2 separate regions of the Mus musculus genome follow, and region 1 is linked to region 2. Evidence: chromatin contacts called from public HiChIP or PLAC-seq data. All regions are on one chromosome and are shown on one strand. Each heading gives the region's core, a stretch centred on a gene start, on an enhancer-like site or on the middle of the called end of the contact. The rest is flanking DNA. Distances are from core to core; before and after follow the strand shown.

Region 1 (3,697 bases), core at 237-2,736, 230 kb after region 2:
TAAACGGTAGACAGGCAGGTAGACCCTCAGTCAGAGGATTAAGAAATACGGTCACTTTGATTGTGTAGTGTTGGCTGTCTTCCTTATCTATTTTGTGTTGTCTTAAAATGGGTCTGGCTATGTTGCCTAGTTGGCCTCAAACTCTGGTTCAAATGACTTCCCCTGCCTTGGTTCCAATGTGTGTGCCATTCTATCCCGCTGTTTCCTCATCTGTTTTAAATTGTTTTGTGTCTTGTGCTTGTGACTTGTGTCTGGTTGACAGCCGGCATGCTTTGGAAAGCTAGTGTGCCTGGAAGGCCGCGAGGCGCAGTCATAGCAGCTCATCAGAGAGCATCAGGAACAGAAGCCCTCCAGGGCTTATTTTCTCAGCTAAAGTTGTGTCACTGTGTTAGTTAGGGTTTCATTGCTGTGAAAAAACACTATGACCAAGGTCACTCTTAGAGAAGAGAGCATTTAATTGGATCTGGCTTACAGTTTCAGAGGTTTAGTTTGATGTCATCATGGTGGGGAGCACGGCAGCATCCAGGCAGACATGGTGCTGGAAGAGCCGAGATTTCTACATCCTGATCCACAGGCAGTAGCAGGAGACTGTCTTCTGCAGGCAGCTAGGAAGAGGGTCTCTAATGCACTGGACCGAGCTTGAGCTCTAGAAGTCCTCAAAGCCCGCCTACACAGAGACATACTTCCTCTGACAAGGTCACACCTCCTAATAGTGCCACTTCCCCAGGGGCAGCATATTCAAACCACCATAAACACTTTCTTCGTTTTTTTTTCCCAGTACATAACAGTCTTTCAGGGTCATCCGAAGTTCCGCTCTTCCTCTGAGTCTTGGCTTTCAGACCCATTCAAACATCTGCTGCTTTTTCCAGAATGCTGTCAAAGGGTCACATGTGGTTTGAATCCCACGCCATCAGCTCTTCTCTCTGTGGCTGTGGCCACACTCTTGTCTTGAACATTCCAAACTTATTCTCACCTCAAGGACATGTCATTCTTTGTTCTTTCTTTACTAAAACACACACACACACCCCACCACCACCCACCACCACCACCACCGCCACCACCACCCACCACCACCCACCACCACCACCACCACCACCACCCACCACCACCCACCACCACCACCACCACCACCACCACCACCACCACCTATCTAAGTGGTCTCCGAGAATGAGGATTCTTCTGCCTCCATAACTTTAAAGATCTTTGATTTCCTCAAACCCGTTACTTCTGTCTCAGTCCCAGGCCCTCAACATCTCACATACCAGCTGGCAAAATATCCAACTTATTCACTGTGCTATTGGCGATACATTCCCAAAACTTAGACTGTAGCCTGTCTCCCTGCCCGAGGCGCTCGAGCCACGCCATCTTCAGCGCGAGACACTTTTGATGAGTTTCCTGTCTCCCTGCTCCTCGCTCCACCAGCTGCTCATGCCGCTTGTACCTTGTCTGAGCCACGTCCTGTGCTCTCCCACGTTGGCTCTGCCATTCCTTCTGCCTGAATATCCTTCACTCCCGCGTCTCACAGCCTTTGATCTGGGTGAACTCTTACAGAGCTATACTGTGGAGTCATTCATCACTCTAACGGGTGCTGGAGAAAGCCAGTCTGTAAAGAACAGGCTCTGACAGACACCTTCTTCCTGTAATCCCAGTGCTTGGTGTCTGGGGCGGGAGGCTTGGTACTCCAGGCCGGTCTGGCCCACATAGCAAGGCTCCGTAATAAGTAAAGAAGTAGGTTTATTCAGTTCTCAGTTGAGAAAATTCCAGTCCAGGGCCTTGCTGCTTTTGAGGCCTGTGGCAGGGCAGTAAGTGACACTGGCCGTGTATGCTGCTCACCCCGTGTCCAGGGGGAAGGAGGAGGAGGAGGAGTGTCTTAGTTATTACCTTCATGTTCCTGATACTCTGACAAAAGGAACTTCAGGGAGAGCTTAAAGTGTGGCTACAGTTCCAGAGGGCCACAGCCCATCGTGGTGAGGAAGGCGTGCCGTGGAGACCAGCTCTTCTCGGTAATAAGGGTGTCAAGGAGCTGCTTGTTGCTTGGCACTTGAAAAGGAGCAGAGAAAAGGACCTGAGGCTGGGTTATAATTCCTTAAGGCCCAGCTGTTACCACCCACTTCCTCTGTCTAGACCTAAAGGCCCCACAGCCTCTCAAAAATGGGAGCCCCAGGAGGACATTGGACGCTCAAAGCGTAACCCTGGCCCATCAGTATTGTGTTGTATATATAACCTATTAGAACCAGAAGGAAAGCCAAGGTGAAAACTTTCACTTACATGTGCTTAAAACCCGAAGCCCAAAACCAGTCATATCAGGTTAGGAACTAGACTAGAAACCAAGTTTCCTTTATCTGGGCTAACAAGATGAAAGATAAAAAAACAAGAGACCAAGGACAGAGCAAGTACGTCCCAGCTCACCGAGTGCCTCTCAGATCCTCCCGAGGTCCTGTCTCCCTTGAGCCTTCAGACTTGGCACTTCTCCAAGTGCTATAGCAGCTCCCTGTTTTACCACCGTGGCCTGACCCCGTGTGCCTGGACCATAGTTAATTCTGAGACCAATCTCTGTGTAATTACTATTTACATTAAAAAAAAATAGTTATATGTGTTTGTGTGGATGTGTGCACACCCCAGAGGAGGGGACACATATGGCTCAGTCAAAGATTGGGTCTCTCTTTCTACCCTCATGTGGGTTCCAGGGGTCAAACTCAGATTGTCAGCTTTGTATGGAAGCGTCTTTGCCAGTGTCTGAGCCATCTGGCTGGCCCTGCCCCGTCTTTATAATTACTCCAATACTTCAGAAATACTTGTTAGAGCTGGAAGAGTGGTTACGATCAGTACTTCCTCCTATCCGTTCTCATTCCCTTCGTCATCCATCCTCAACTTCTTCCTCCCCCCTTTGCCCATCCTTTTAGGTAGGCCTGACTAACGGGCTTGTCCCCCTGGCTCTATCCCATCAACTCTCTCACAGCAAATTCGAGGGCTTGGGATACGTTACATCTATCATCTTCATCTTATCAAGGGACTTCCTGAATCCCAAAGTGTTTCTAAACTAGAGAAATATTTCCACACAATCTCATAGCTGTCAGCATGGGATGCCTGGATGGTCCTCTCACTTTGATGCCAAAAATACTGCCCAGCAGCTGACTCGTGCCTCTGACTCCTTGTAGAGCTCATTCATGCTCAGTCTAAAGGATACCCACGCTTTCTCCTTGGCTCCATCAGATCTTTGTGCTTTAACGGCAGGATGCTTAAAGGTTGAAGTCACCAGCTTGCAAAATGAGAAAGTCTTTCCGAGAACACTTTGTTCTCTAGACTGTGGTTTAGAGCGGTCGCTGTCAATGCAGGGCAGCCTCTGACTTCCATACCATTCCTCCGAGACAGTGATAATAGCAGCACCGTCCACCCAGGCTCCGAAAGAGGACTTGAAAAACCCGGGTATGCTTTTTACCGTGCATCTATGCAAAGTCCCTTGGGAAACAGGAAGGAATTTTAGTATTCCTGTTTTTCTATAAAGCTAGAGGTTCAGGAAGACCCAGGCATCCATGTCCTTATATTCAGAAGGCATAAAATACCAACATGTAGGAAGCCTAAATAAAGTTGTACTAACTTTGCAGCATTCCTGTGTGATGTCAAAATAGAAAGTAAAACGGAAGGGACACAGTGCTCGGAGAAGCGAGCAGTACTTTGATTTGTGATCGCTGGGACC
Region 2 (3,678 bases), core at 1,137-3,636:
TGAACGCAGGTGAACTTATGCAGCAGCCGTCTCAGCTGAACACACTCTATTCTAGATTAGGTTGTGTAGAGGCTAGAAGCTTTTAAGACCAGGCCTAGGCTAGCAGACTAAGGCAGTTAGCCTCCCAGGCAACAATTTCAACCAGAGAATACAAGTTACCTTTGCCTCTGCTTCCAAGAAAACCCAAACACAACCATCGTTAGGAGAAAGCTTACTAAGGGAAAGGGAAGGATAGGACCTGAAGTCTGATGGGGATTTTGTTTCTAAGCCCAGGGTCTGTCCCCATAGCTGTGAGATTCAAGCAGAAGATTCACAGTGGGCTGGAGAGCTGGCTCTATTGTCAAGAGCAAGTACTGCTCCCACAGAGGGCTTGAGTATGGTTTCCCAACAGCGTTGGTATGAGTCAACTATTATGCGTTCTATGCCCAGGTCACTATTTCATTGTTGTTGCATATACAGTGAAGACTGACAAGCAGTTGCTGCACAGGACAGCCATTAGCCTGCTTTAAGCCTCAACCTAAACTTGAATGGGCCGAATAATGAGTAGATCCCTTGCCACAAAACTCATTACTAAGTATTTGAAGCAGGCAGTTGAAGAGAACCTAACTGTGATTCTAGTCTTTCCTAAATTCATATTTGAACGAAATCATGTCACTTAAAGTACTTCTGCAGCAGTCTGGCCTCTCATGATAGAAACGTAACGGTCAGAGGCTAGAGGGTCAGAGGTCAGAGGGTAGAGACTGGGTGTGGGGCTTGAGTATGCTTGGCCCAGGGAGAAGCACTATTAGAAAGTGTGGCCTTGTTGAGGAAGTATGTCATTGTGGGGATGGTCAATGAGACCCTCCTCCTAGCCATGTGGGAGCTAGTCTTCTGTTTGTCTTCAGAATAAGATGTAGAACTCTTAGCTCCTCCAGCACCATGTCTGCCTGGATGCTGCCATGCTCCCACCTTGATGATAATGGGCTGAACCTTTGAAGCTGTAAGCTCCAATTAAATATTGTCCTCATAAGAGCTGCCTTGGTGGGCTGGAGAAATGGCTCAGCAGTTAAGAGCACTGAGGTGCTCTTCCAGAGGTCCTGAGTTCAATTCCCAGCAACCACATGGTGGCTCACAATCATGGGATATGATGCCTTCTCACACCATACAAAAGGTAGTAGGGAGCTGTTAAGGAAAAGGAAGGAGAGGGTAAGGGGGTGAATATGGCCAAATACATGACATACTTCAATGCAAATGTCCTGGTGAGGCCCTTCACTTTGTACAATGATATACACTAATAAATAGAAAATTTGGGGCTGGAGCGATGGCTCAGCAGTTAAGAGAACACACTGCTCTTTCAGAGGATCAGAGTTCAGTTCCCAGCACCCACATCCAGCAGATCACACCTTCCTGCCACATGCACATGGACATACATACATGCTGATACTCACATGTATGGAGTACATTAAAAAGTAATGCAATCCTTACAATGTAAAACCCGTGACCTATATTTAAAGATACATCCATAGAAGGACTTAACTGCCTATGGACTCACAATTTCATGCTAACCAATAAGTGTAAAAAGATCCAAATGGCCATCGGCTGTATAAACAAAATGTAATATAGAACGCAATGGAATACAACTTGTCAGGAAAGAGGAACTGGATATGGTGAGATATATATGTTACAAGATGGACGGACCTCAAAGACCTGATGCTTGCTGAAAGAAGCCAGCACAAAAGAACATGCAACCCAGAAAAGGCAAATCCAAGGACACACAGTAGATCAATGGGGGCCTAAGATGGGGGAGAGGGAGCTGGGGTGGAGTTAGGAATGGAATAGTATACCTACCTACCTACCTACCTACCTACAAGGCTTCCCCTTCCTTCCTTCCTTCCTTCCTTCCTTCCTTCCTTCCTTCCTTCCTTCCTTTTTTAATACTGGGTGTTGAACCCAGGGCTATCCTCCCAGCTAGCACTAATAGCAAACTTGCTGATGATGCTGTGTCTGTGAAGAAGTTAGAACCAAAAGAATCTGGTCCTTAAGCCTTGTGTGCATCATGACTCAGCATCTCTGAAGGCAAACAGGATGCAAGGCTCTGCCTGGGCAACGTTTTCCTCCACTGAATTTTTTTGGGGGGCGGGGGGGGGTCTTCATATACGGGTCCAACCCGATCCCTATTTAGTGAATGAGGCCTGACAGAAAGCTGAATAAAAAGCTCCCCGCTCCCCACCGGAGCGCTGTCACAGCGCCTCAACCTAGGCTCTGGGGGAACTTTGGCAAGCGGAAGAATCCTTTGTCTTCAGACTGAGACAAGAGGGGGAAAAAATCCCAAGTATTCAGCTGTGTAGCATCACTCAAGCATGGCTTAATGGGGAAGGTCTAATGAGGAATGTAGTCTTTGAAAACGCTCGCGTTGAAAACCTCCCAGTGCATTCTCACTGTACGGCGCTACATGATTATAATGAACAGGATTCAAACAGCAGCTACAGATTAGGTTACCATCCCACCCAGTTTAGCCAGTCACAGATGCTGCGTTTTCTTTACTGGCAGTGTTCAAGGAGACTTTGGTCTGTTACTACAATTCCATGCATTAGAGAAAACACCCCCATTCTTCACGGGTTCTATAGAGGTTACAGGAATAAGAATAAAAGGCAGTTTTAAACTACCAAGTGAATCACTGCCGGGCAGCCCCCACCCCCACCTTCTCTCTGGCTGTTGACCTCTGAATACATTCCTGCTCCAGAGCTTAACCCAACTTTCACAGGAGCCGGTCTAAAGCGGGTTTTGAATTTGCACAGATTTCCAGCAGGTACCATTTCTGTATCACCGTATGATTTCTTCTCCAGTTACTTCAAAAGCGTTCATCTCCTACACTGTGTCTCATGGCTGGCAAACGTACTTATAGTTTTAAAAAAGGAAGGAAGGGGTGGGGAACTGGGGAGATACGAGCATGAGGACCAGAGTTCGGACCTCCCGGACCTGTGTAGAGCCAGATGCAGTTGATGCATGCGCAATCACGCAATCACCGCATTCCTACAGCAAGATGGGGAGTGGAGGAGGAGGAGGCAGCATCCCCGGACGCTTGCAAGTCTGCTAGCCTGGCATATACAGAGGCAGACGACAGAGACCCTGTGTGAAACAAAGGAGGAGGGGCATCCAAGGTTGTCCTCTGACCTCTACATATGCAATGTGAGACTTTCATACATACGTACACATCATACACACACACACACACACACATAAACACAGAGGACTCAGATTTTATCTTTGCTGGTACCAGAATTATCTAAATCTATTTATGCTTTCATTCATTAAAATGAAAGTTGTGTTGGTCCGGGGATGTAGCTCAATGATAGAGTGCTTTCCTCCCTGGGTGAAGTTTGAGTTCGGTTCTCAGCACCATGTGGGTATGTGGGTGGGTTAATGAGAAGGAGGAGGAGGAAAATAAACATTTTTTTCATCTTATATTAAATTCTTATCCTTAGAGTAGGCCTACTCTTATTTTTTTCTTTTGTTTCATGCTTTCATTGGCTAGTTAAATTATTTTATTTAAAGTGTCGCACTTAAGCATGACTTACGTGCAGTAAAACATGCAAATGTACAGTTGCAGTTTATTTATTTATTTATTTATTTATTTATTTATTTATATTTTGTTTTTTGTTGTTGTTTGATTGTTGAGCCAGGATTTCTGTGTAGCCC

What was found. HiChIP or PLAC-seq counts read pairs in DNA pulled down with a chosen protein or histone mark.
Region 1: a contact with region 2 is called in an H3K4me3 HiChIP or PLAC-seq map of embryonic basal ganglia, with 4 times the contacts expected there. The contact joins two enhancer-like sites. A contact is called at or near these places in 6 of 39 promoter capture datasets (the HPC-7 cell line, cranial neural crest, frontonasal cranial neural crest and 3 more), 7 of 484 Hi-C or Micro-C datasets (the HL-1 cell line, embryonic stem cells, female germline stem cells and 2 more), 11 of 115 datasets of contacts at active chromatin or transcription factors (craniofacial prominence, embryonic basal ganglia, embryonic forebrain and 6 more) and 3 of 9 other capture datasets (adipose tissue, liver and pancreatic islet).

The regions. Positions count from the first base shown.
Region 1 is chr5:92,929,980-92,933,676 of GRCm38.p6, forward strand. All of the region lies in intron 3 of Shroom3 (shroom family member 3), which reads left to right. Among named protein-coding and RNA genes, the nearest start is that of Gm36764, 77 kb to the right of the region's middle. Within about 2 kb of position 1,487, at least 32 of the 459 cell types and tissues checked have an H3K27ac peak or open chromatin away from gene starts, as enhancers often do. A contact at or near this core is called in granulosa cells, where this site is marked.
Region 2 is chr5:92,696,300-92,699,977 of GRCm38.p6, forward strand. The region is part of intron 1 of Shroom3 (shroom family member 3); the gene reads left to right. Among named protein-coding and RNA genes, the nearest start is that of Shroom3, 15 kb to the left of the region's middle. Within about 2 kb of position 2,387, at least 77 of the 459 cell types and tissues checked have an H3K27ac peak or open chromatin away from gene starts, as enhancers often do. A contact at or near this core is called in granulosa cells, where this site is marked.